3 separate regions of the Mus musculus genome follow, and all the other regions are linked to region 2. Evidence: chromatin contacts called from public HiChIP or PLAC-seq data. All regions are on one chromosome and are shown on one strand. The core of a region is the stretch at or near the end of the contact, and the rest is flanking DNA. Distances in the headings are between cores, read along the strand shown. Region 1 has its middle 11 kb from the start of Gm52717. Region 2 overlaps Bach2 (BTB and CNC homology, basic leucine zipper transcription factor 2). Region 3 has its middle 93 kb from the start of Map3k7.

Evidence for each region. HiChIP or PLAC-seq counts read pairs in DNA pulled down with a chosen protein or histone mark.
Region 1: a contact with region 2 is called in an H3K27ac HiChIP or PLAC-seq map of thymic regulatory T cells, with 4 times the contacts expected there. The contact joins two enhancer-like sites. A contact is called at or near these places in 5 of 115 datasets of contacts at active chromatin or transcription factors (embryonic stem cells, forebrain, memory CD8 T cells and 2 more).
Region 3: an H3K27ac HiChIP or PLAC-seq map of thymic regulatory T cells shows a contact between it and region 2, with 5 times the contacts expected there. The contact joins two enhancer-like sites. A contact is called at or near these places in 2 of 15 datasets of contacts at CTCF or cohesin (large pre-B cells and pro-B cells), 4 of 484 Hi-C or Micro-C datasets (bone marrow-derived macrophages, embryonic fibroblasts, mammary gland and 1 more), 12 of 115 datasets of contacts at active chromatin or transcription factors (VIP interneurons, differentiating embryonic stem cells, embryonic basal ganglia and 9 more) and 1 of 9 other capture datasets (embryonic stem cells).

What each region holds. Positions count from the first base shown.
Region 1 is chr4:32,148,089-32,150,788 of GRCm38.p6, forward strand. No RefSeq gene overlaps it. Among named protein-coding and RNA genes, the nearest start is that of Gm52717, 11 kb to the right of the region's middle. Within about 2 kb of position 1,258, at least 37 of the 459 cell types and tissues checked have an H3K27ac peak or open chromatin away from gene starts, as enhancers often do. A contact at or near this core is called in thymic regulatory T cells, where this site is marked.
Region 2 is chr4:32,480,542-32,483,241 of GRCm38.p6, forward strand. All of the region lies in intron 1 of Bach2 (BTB and CNC homology, basic leucine zipper transcription factor 2), which reads left to right. Among named protein-coding and RNA genes, the nearest start is that of Bach2, 64 kb to the left of the region's middle. Within about 2 kb of position 1,265, at least 47 of the 459 cell types and tissues checked have an H3K27ac peak or open chromatin away from gene starts, as enhancers often do. A contact at or near this core is called in thymic regulatory T cells, where this site is marked.
Region 3 is chr4:32,055,926-32,058,625 of GRCm38.p6, forward strand. No RefSeq gene overlaps it. Among named protein-coding and RNA genes, the nearest start is that of Map3k7, 93 kb to the left of the region's middle. Within about 2 kb of position 1,351, at least 18 of the 459 cell types and tissues checked have an H3K27ac peak or open chromatin away from gene starts, as enhancers often do. A contact at or near this core is called in thymic regulatory T cells, where this site is marked.

The sequences.
Region 1 (2,700 bases), core at 8-2,507, 330 kb before region 2:
AGGCTGCTTAGCTGGAATTTTGTGTTACTGGTAGAAGGCACTAACCAATCTGGGCCTCAAAACCTATCAAGTGAGCTGAAAAGAAAAATCTCTCCCCTCTTTTGATCTGAGAGCTTGTTGCTGTTGTGGGGTATCTTATAGGAGTGCTAACCATTGAAGCTGGTCTTGAAGGTCTGGTGATTCGCTCTGCAGTTGGGAATCGCGAGTCATATCTGCAGAATCTCAAAGAGCAGCTCTGAAGACGGAAGATTGTGTTCTTTGTGATAGCAACACACAGGCGCTTGGAAACTCAAATCTTGGTCTTCCTTGCCGGAAACGGCTCCTTTTTGGCTGGTAAAGCAAGAAATGGAACTCTCTCAGAGTCTGCAGATCACAAACTCTTGATAGAGAGGTCTTCGACTAGAGCTCCAGGATTCCCAAGACATTCCACAGAAGCGGTTGGTAACGATGACTTCTGACCTCGTTCTCCTGGCCATTCTTCGTATACATCCCTTTGCCTTTCTCAAAGGATGTTAGTTGAAGAAAGGGTTCCTATACTAAGGGAAAGAAAGAGTGAGGGAGGAAAAGAGGAGATGGGAGAGAAAGGAGGGAGGAGGGCTTAGCAGAGAGACCATAGCCCATGAAAACCACAAGACCTACAAGGCTCACACAGCTTCTTAGAGAAAGCACTGTGTAGCTGGTGAACTTCCTGCAGGGGACTTCCCAAGCACACCTCAGTTAGTGGCTGTCTGCTCAAAGATGCCAAGGCTTTTGATTTCTCTCTTATGATCAGTTATAGGCAGTATCTAATGCTGATTCCCTTCGCCTTTTATTTAGCAATTTCCAAAATGAATTGGGCCTTACAGCTTTTGCCCTCTTCCTAGGGAGAACACTAGCTATGTGCTGTTATTTCGCCCAAGACAATCTTTTCACAGGGAGGCTTCGGTGTAGCTGAGCTGTTTGTCACATCTTGCTGCTGGGAGAGATTACACTATGAAAAGATGAATAGAACTGAAGCAATGTATTCAACAGTAACCACTCAGGAAAACAAATTCCTTCCTACACGAATCTCCCTTGGTAGCCACCGCTTCTATTACTGACTGGCTTCACTTTCTTGTCGGCATAAAAACAACCATCCAAGGTAAAATGTGTATGATATCCCAACGAATACCCACTGTCAAGAGGTTCCACTGTTTGACCCACCCTGCCCCCTACTTCCTCCGTACACCTGTGCTTATATTCTGGTGCCTGGCAACACATGGCAAGCAAGAGGTGATAGCCCAGGGGAATCCCCCGCCAAAGGGCAGATCTGACAAGACCATTATCAGATGAGACTGAGGTGTGAGGTGACTCAGACACTGTGAAATTTAAAAAAAAAAGCATGTTCATGTAGACCGGCTTTTCCTCTATCAGACAGCACGCCCTTAAGATGCTGTGTCTGAAGCAGCTCTGAAAACCGAGTCCTCTGTTAAATGAGATAGAGGCTCTTGTTGTTCAAATGATTCCCATAAGACAGACTTTTAAAATCAAAAGTCTTTTGCCCATTCGTACATTCGCTGAGCATGTACAAATCTTTTCAGGGCTTTGAGCTGAGTGCTGGCTCTGGAAACGGGGAGAAATAAGACAACTCCCTGCACAAACATTAGACAACCACTCTTTTAAAAAGTGTCAGGGCTTTTCTCCAAGATGGTGGCAAAGGTGGTTAAAAAAAAAAAAAGAAAGCTCTTGCCCCTTGCAAAGCCAAAGCAAAGGCCTTGATTTGCCTAAGAAGGCAGTCACAGCCGCAAAAAGAAGATCCGCATATCACCCACCTCTTGGCAGACCAAGACTCTGCAGCTCTGGAGGCAGCGTAAATACCCTCAAAGGAATGAACCCAGGAGACACAAGCTTGAGAACCATGCCGTCATCAAATTCCCTCTAACCACCGGGTTAGCCTCTCGAGAAGATAGAGGACAACGACATGCTCTTGTTCACTGTGGATGTCAAGGTCAACAAGCACCAGACCAAACAGGCCGTGAAGAAACTCTATGACATTGATGTGGCCAAAGTCAATACCCCGTAAGGCCTGATGGACAGAAGAAGGTGTACGTAGTAGGTCCGCTTGGCTCCCAATTATGATGCTCTGGATGTTGTCAGGAAGACTGGGGTCATCTAAACTGAGACCAGATGGCTAATTCTAAATATACAATTTTTCTTCACCATATGAATGAATGAATAAGTAAATAAATAAATAAATAAATAAATAAATAAATAACATGTTAAGTCTCAAAGAAACCCAGGACCAATGGCTAGCTGAGGTGGTTATCAACATATCAAAGCTGACACTGGCTGCCAGGCTCTCCATTACAGAGTAGCTGTTACAGAGTCCTGGCTTCCTCTCCAGCCCCCGACCTTAAAGTCCCCCTTCCTCTAGCATGTCTTTTTCTATAAAACTCTGCCATTATGGTTACGTGCTCTCTCCATCCGGTCATCGTCTTGGCTCCTGGTCCTCTCCCTTGCCCTCTCTTCTCTCCTCGTCTCTCTCACTCCCCTCCACTCCTCCTTACATGACCGCGCTCAGTCTGGACTCTTCCAACCACCTCTGGCTCTGCTCTCTCTCTCAGCTACGATTCTCCTCAACCATACTTAGCGGCAGTCACGTCTTCCCTTTCGTTTGCTTTGGACTAGTGGCTGAGCAGAGTGACGGAGTGAAGTCTGGGTTTCTTTCCCCCTCTCTGTCCT
Region 2 (2,700 bases), core at 15-2,514:
CTGCCAAGAAGCATGGGAGCCCACACTTTGTGCCATCCTTGCAGCCTTAAGCAAATTGGCTTTTACCCACGTTAAAGCGAAAAATGCAAGCAAATGAAACAAATGCCTTTTGTTCTTCATATGATCTCCATCGACCTCCATATGAGAAGTCCTCCGTGTGTACAGAATTACAAACGTATGCACTGTGCAAATAATTGTTTCTCATGATGATAGTTTGGGACGGAAGATGTAGCTCAGTGATGGGGCAGTTGCCTAGCATCGGATCCCAGTACCACAAAGAAAAAATTAGTGTTTATTTGAGCACTTACTACAAAAGTAAGTAGCATCCTAAATACTCTATTGTTAGAGAGAACAAGTGTTACAGAAGCCAATTAATGTGCCAGCATCTGTCATCTAAGAATTAGACAAGCAGGAATCAAATGGTAACCGTCTGTGTAGGGAAGGAAGGAGAACCGGCAAGTGGGTGCTGTGTGGACTCAGGAAACTAAGCCGCCTCTTACTGCCAGCCCACCCAAACAGTTTTGAGTTACTCATTCCTGACCGTTCAGGAAAAAGAGTATTTTCTACCCCTGGAACAGAGCAAATTTTGACTTTTTGTAAAGGGTAAGAGAATAGGGCTAGGAAGATGGCTCACTGGCTAAGAGCAGTCACTGCTCTCGCAGAGGATCTTGGGTTTGATTCCCAGGACCCACCTCAGGTGCTCATAACTGGTTGTAACTGCAGTTCCAGGGGCATCAAACGTTACCCCCGTGAGCAAGGTGCACATAAATTCATGTAAGCAAACACACGTAAACATAAATATTTCTAAAGGGTCCTTTCTTTGATACAGTTTGCGTTACCCAGAAGACACTCTGTAAGGCAGAAACGTGTGAGTTCTGCGGCACGGCAGCTTTATTCCAATAGCATGCTCTGGGTGGTGAAGCATCTGTGTCACATTTGGTAATCCCTACTCGAAGATGCTGCCACGGAACGCTCCACGCCCACGGTTTCCCCACCCCCGCTTTGCTGACCTCTGCTTTTCCCGTGCTCTTTGGAGAGACTTTCGCCTCTGCTAATCTCCTCCCTCCTCGGTTGGCCTCCAGTACGGCGGCAGATGGTCCAAGTCCTTGTATTACTGAATGTGAGATTAACAAACTGCTGGCCCATCCTCACCTTGGGAGTTTAATCACTTTTAAGTAGAACAGAGAAAGGAAGTAAGGGAGGCAGACATCTGTAGAAATCCACAAGCCTTTCTCAGAATACCTGAGCTTTGATTCGCTGCTGCCTGGTTTGGTATGCTGTGCTTTTATTTCCTTAGTTACCAGGGGAGTCAGGTGCAGTCTGAGCCTCTTCCATCCTGCTTGCATTCCTGCAGAGAAGATGTTTCAGAACAACACGGATCCACAGGACCCAATGGGTTGGGGGTGGGGGGTGGGGGTGGGGACAAGTTCTCATTTGTTCAGAACCTCCTCGTGGGCCAAAGGGGTGGTTCAGCAGGAAATGAACTTGCCTTGCAAACCTGAGGACCCATTAAACTCGTGATCCCACAAAGGAAAGAGGGAACTGATTCTCGAAGGTTGTCCATTGGCTTCCACATGCTCACACGCATGCTCACATGAAGGTTGTCCATTGACTCCCACATGCTTACACGCATGCTCACACGCCATACACACTAATAGTATTTATCAGTTACATCAGAACAAAGATGTGAAGAACCTGTATTTCTGCAGCCTTTGCAACTGTGACTCTGCTTTGTTTCGCCCTGTAAGCTATGTGCCCTCTTGGGAGCCTGGGAGAGCATCAGCAGCAATCATAAGAGTGAAGAGTCACCTAGCCGCAGATGCTCTTTGTGTAAGGCAGACCTTTCCCCTGACTGTGTGTCTGGAGGTGGACCTGCACACAAAGCAGGGCTTAGCTTCAGTGATGCAGTCTCGGGCATCCTAATCATAGCCAGTCGGATCTCCCTTTGGGAAGTTTCACGTAGTAGCACATGTAGGCGATACTAACCTGTGCTAGCCACAGTGACATTGCTAATACTGCCTCTGAAATCCGCATGCAAACTTCAGTCTAGTATTGTCACTTGCCTGATGCCTAAACTTTTGTTAATTACCATAGCAAATCACTTGAAACAGACTCAATAAAAACAAAATTATTTTTAATTATAGCATATGAGTGTTCTGCTCTCGACGCTGTCCTGGTCCCTCCCCTTTATTTTCTCTCCTCTTCTCCAATATCTGGCTCCCCGACACATCTAAAGCCCTCTTAGAACTGAGTTTAGTTTCTCTCTTCTATCTTAGGGCTGACAATCATGATGAAGCTAAAATTAGGCAGAATTAGAATTACAGTGCCCCTTTTCCACATTTGACTCTCTGTTGTCTTTTCTTAATCTTTGATTCTGTTGTGAGTTTTTTTTGACTCGGTTCTTTTTTTGAGACAGAATAATTTCTGCCAGATTCTGGGAACTCCCCTCCCACCCGATGGGGTCGGTCTGGGGAGGAGAAGTGAGCCCCAGTTGAGCCCAGCGCTCAGTACAGGTCTGCAGCGCCTTCTATTAAAATGTAAAGTGATCCGTTGAGTCAGCCTCCCTCTGGTTTGACTCAGACGCTTTATGGTGCACTTTGCATGTCATTTCTCTGTAATGATTTCCCCATGGAGAAGGGTGTCTGATAGAATCCAGGCAAGACTGAAGATTGCTCTGAGTCAAATGGATCTTTTATTCTT
Region 3 (2,700 bases), core at 101-2,600, 420 kb before region 2:
TCTAGGAGCAAAAATTTCCCCCAACTGGATCCTAAGAACCTTGTTCCAGAGGAGAACATCTCTGAGGGTAATTGAGCAAGCTACTCTGGGAACGTATGCCCCAAGCAGAGTTATAATTATTAGTATTATAAGTATTAGTACGTACTACATAAACAGTAAGTGCTGTGCCGAACTCTCTATGAAGATTACCTCATTCACTCAATAACAACTAGCGCTTGTTCCAAGCACTTGAATTTTAAACCGAGTCTGCCTGAGTGAAAACTGTTGTTGTCTCAATGCATACATATATAAAACACAGGACCCTGTGACAGAATCCTGTCCCTTGTGCCTACCGATCCTAAGTTCTAGTTCAGAATGCTTTGATGAAGTCCAAATGCAGGTATGCCTAGCCACGTCCACCAAACAGGAGTCTTCTATAAGTTCCAGTCCAGGGGACACTGGGTCAGATGGGGCCAGCCTGAAGACCAAGGAATTCAGTAATGGTTGGGCTCTGATCCCAAGTGAAGGTGTGTGTGTGCTCAGGGTGGGGTTGGGGTGGGGGTGGACGGGGTACTGTGCTCCAGATAAAGAGAAAGGGCTGGGAAAATCTGATCTCTGCACTCAGTTCTGACAACTCTGGTTCTCATCAGGGGAGTGGCCCTCCTCCTCAGTGCCTCTGGGTTGAGCCCTGCTTGCTTAGATCCTAGAATCCTTTGGAAGCTCAGATAGCATAAGCCTGCTGACGTTAGTCCCACTCGTGGAAATGTAGCCCAGAACTGCACATCTTCATCTGGGTTCGGTACCCACGTGCGTGCTCATGACTTGCTTCTACCAGTCTGTGTCAGAACAAGATGAGAGCACTGTGGGTAGGGGTTAGAGGAAACCCTTCCCTTTGAGAGTCCGTCTTTCCTGGTTAAATACTGATCTGGGGTACTTGCAAGCTTATTTTATTCCCTGGAAATGCATAACTTTGGCAAGAGTAGATTGATCTTCCTTCTCCCCTCCCCCTTCCCCCTTCCCCCTCCTCTCTCCCCTTCCCCCTTCCCACTTTCCCCTTCCCCCTTCCCTTCCCTTCCCAGCTCCCGATCTCTTGCCTCCACCCCCTTAATGCTGGGATTACAGCAATAACCTGGTTTACATGGTCCTAGGCATCAAACCAGGGCTGGAGCACACTAGGGAAGTACTGTACCAACTGTGATACATTTCCAGTCTCCTTTCTTGTCCTTTTTCTTTTTTCCATTCATTTCTTCACTTTTAGCTTTCTTTTTCCTTTTCTTATTTAAAACGTCACTCCCAATTTGTCTCTGAACAGGTAAGCAATTTTGAAAGTGGCTTCTAGACTGCCATCTAGTGGTCATCATAGCTCATGGTCACTGACTTTCTGAGACTACAGATTGTTGGAGTGTGTGTGATTGGGTGTGGCTGGGGGCGGTGTAAGTGTATGCATGCGTGTAGAAGGATGTGTGTATGTGTGCACATGTGAAGGTGTGTGGAGGTGGGGGTGCACATCTCAGTGTATGTGTGTATGTGCACGCATGTGCGTGCACATTTTAAGTGTGTGCTCAGCTGCCAACAGAGAAATGTATTATCATTAAAGGATTCAGGTTTGGGCACTGGAGAGATGGCTCAGCGGTTAAGAGCACTGACTGCTCTTCCAGAGGTCCTGAGTTCAATTTCCAACCATTACATGGTGGCTCACACCATCTGTAATGAGATCCGATGCCGTCTTCTGGTGTGTCTGAAGACAGCTACAGTGTACTCATATAAACAAACAAACAAACAAACAGCAACAAATAAACCTTTAAAAAAAGAATGAGATTTTGCCAGTGTGCTTAAGTTAGGATCCTGAGAACGGGAAACTCTGTGGGTTGTCTAAGGGCCTCAGTGATCCCAGAGGGAGGCAGGAGCATGGGCAGAAGCAAAATCAGGCCAAAGCTCAGGCATACGGGTGGGACGCTAGAGAAACAAGCAGGCCAAAGCTCGGGCATACGGGTGGGACGCTAGAGAAGCAAGCAACGTCCTCCCCAGAGCTCCTCGGAGGAGTGCACCCTCTCTTACAGACTGATGTCGTCCATGACACGTCCTGGACTTCTAACTTCTAGGGTTCTAAGAGAGTAGATTGTGTTGTGCCTAGAGCCATAGAGTCAGAACTCCTTAGAGCAGCAATAGGAAATGGACCAATCTGCACCGAGCTGCAGTTTACTGACTGATGGGCACATGACTACAGACACAGGGAGAGTCCGTATAGGAACAAGGAAGGGCGAGCCCAGCGCATCCACAGAATGTGGGGTTCCCTGGCTCCCCTGCCTGCTGGAGGCCACAATCCCCTGGCAGCAGTCCTGAAAAACAGGCAAAACCTGAGGGATCGATCAGAGAGCCTAGCCCCATGTAATCCTAAAAGTCTGCGAATCCACAACAACCAAAACCCCCCCAAAAAATCCATAAGCTCACCGCAGAACTAAATACAGGCTAAACTAAAGAGACTACTCACCTCCGAATTCGTGCCTTTCTGGAACCATTTCAAATAAGAATAAAAGAAAACGAGTCTGTGTGGGAGGTGGAACGCGGGCTAGCTGTGTGAGTATGTGGGCTATTTTAGTTGCTCTGCCCCCACCCACCTCCAACCTTCAGGATGTCTTAAAACACCGTGGTCACCTACACTGGGAATATTCTCTATTGTAGTCAGAAGCAGCTGACTAAGGGTTCAGGTTTGCTCTAGGA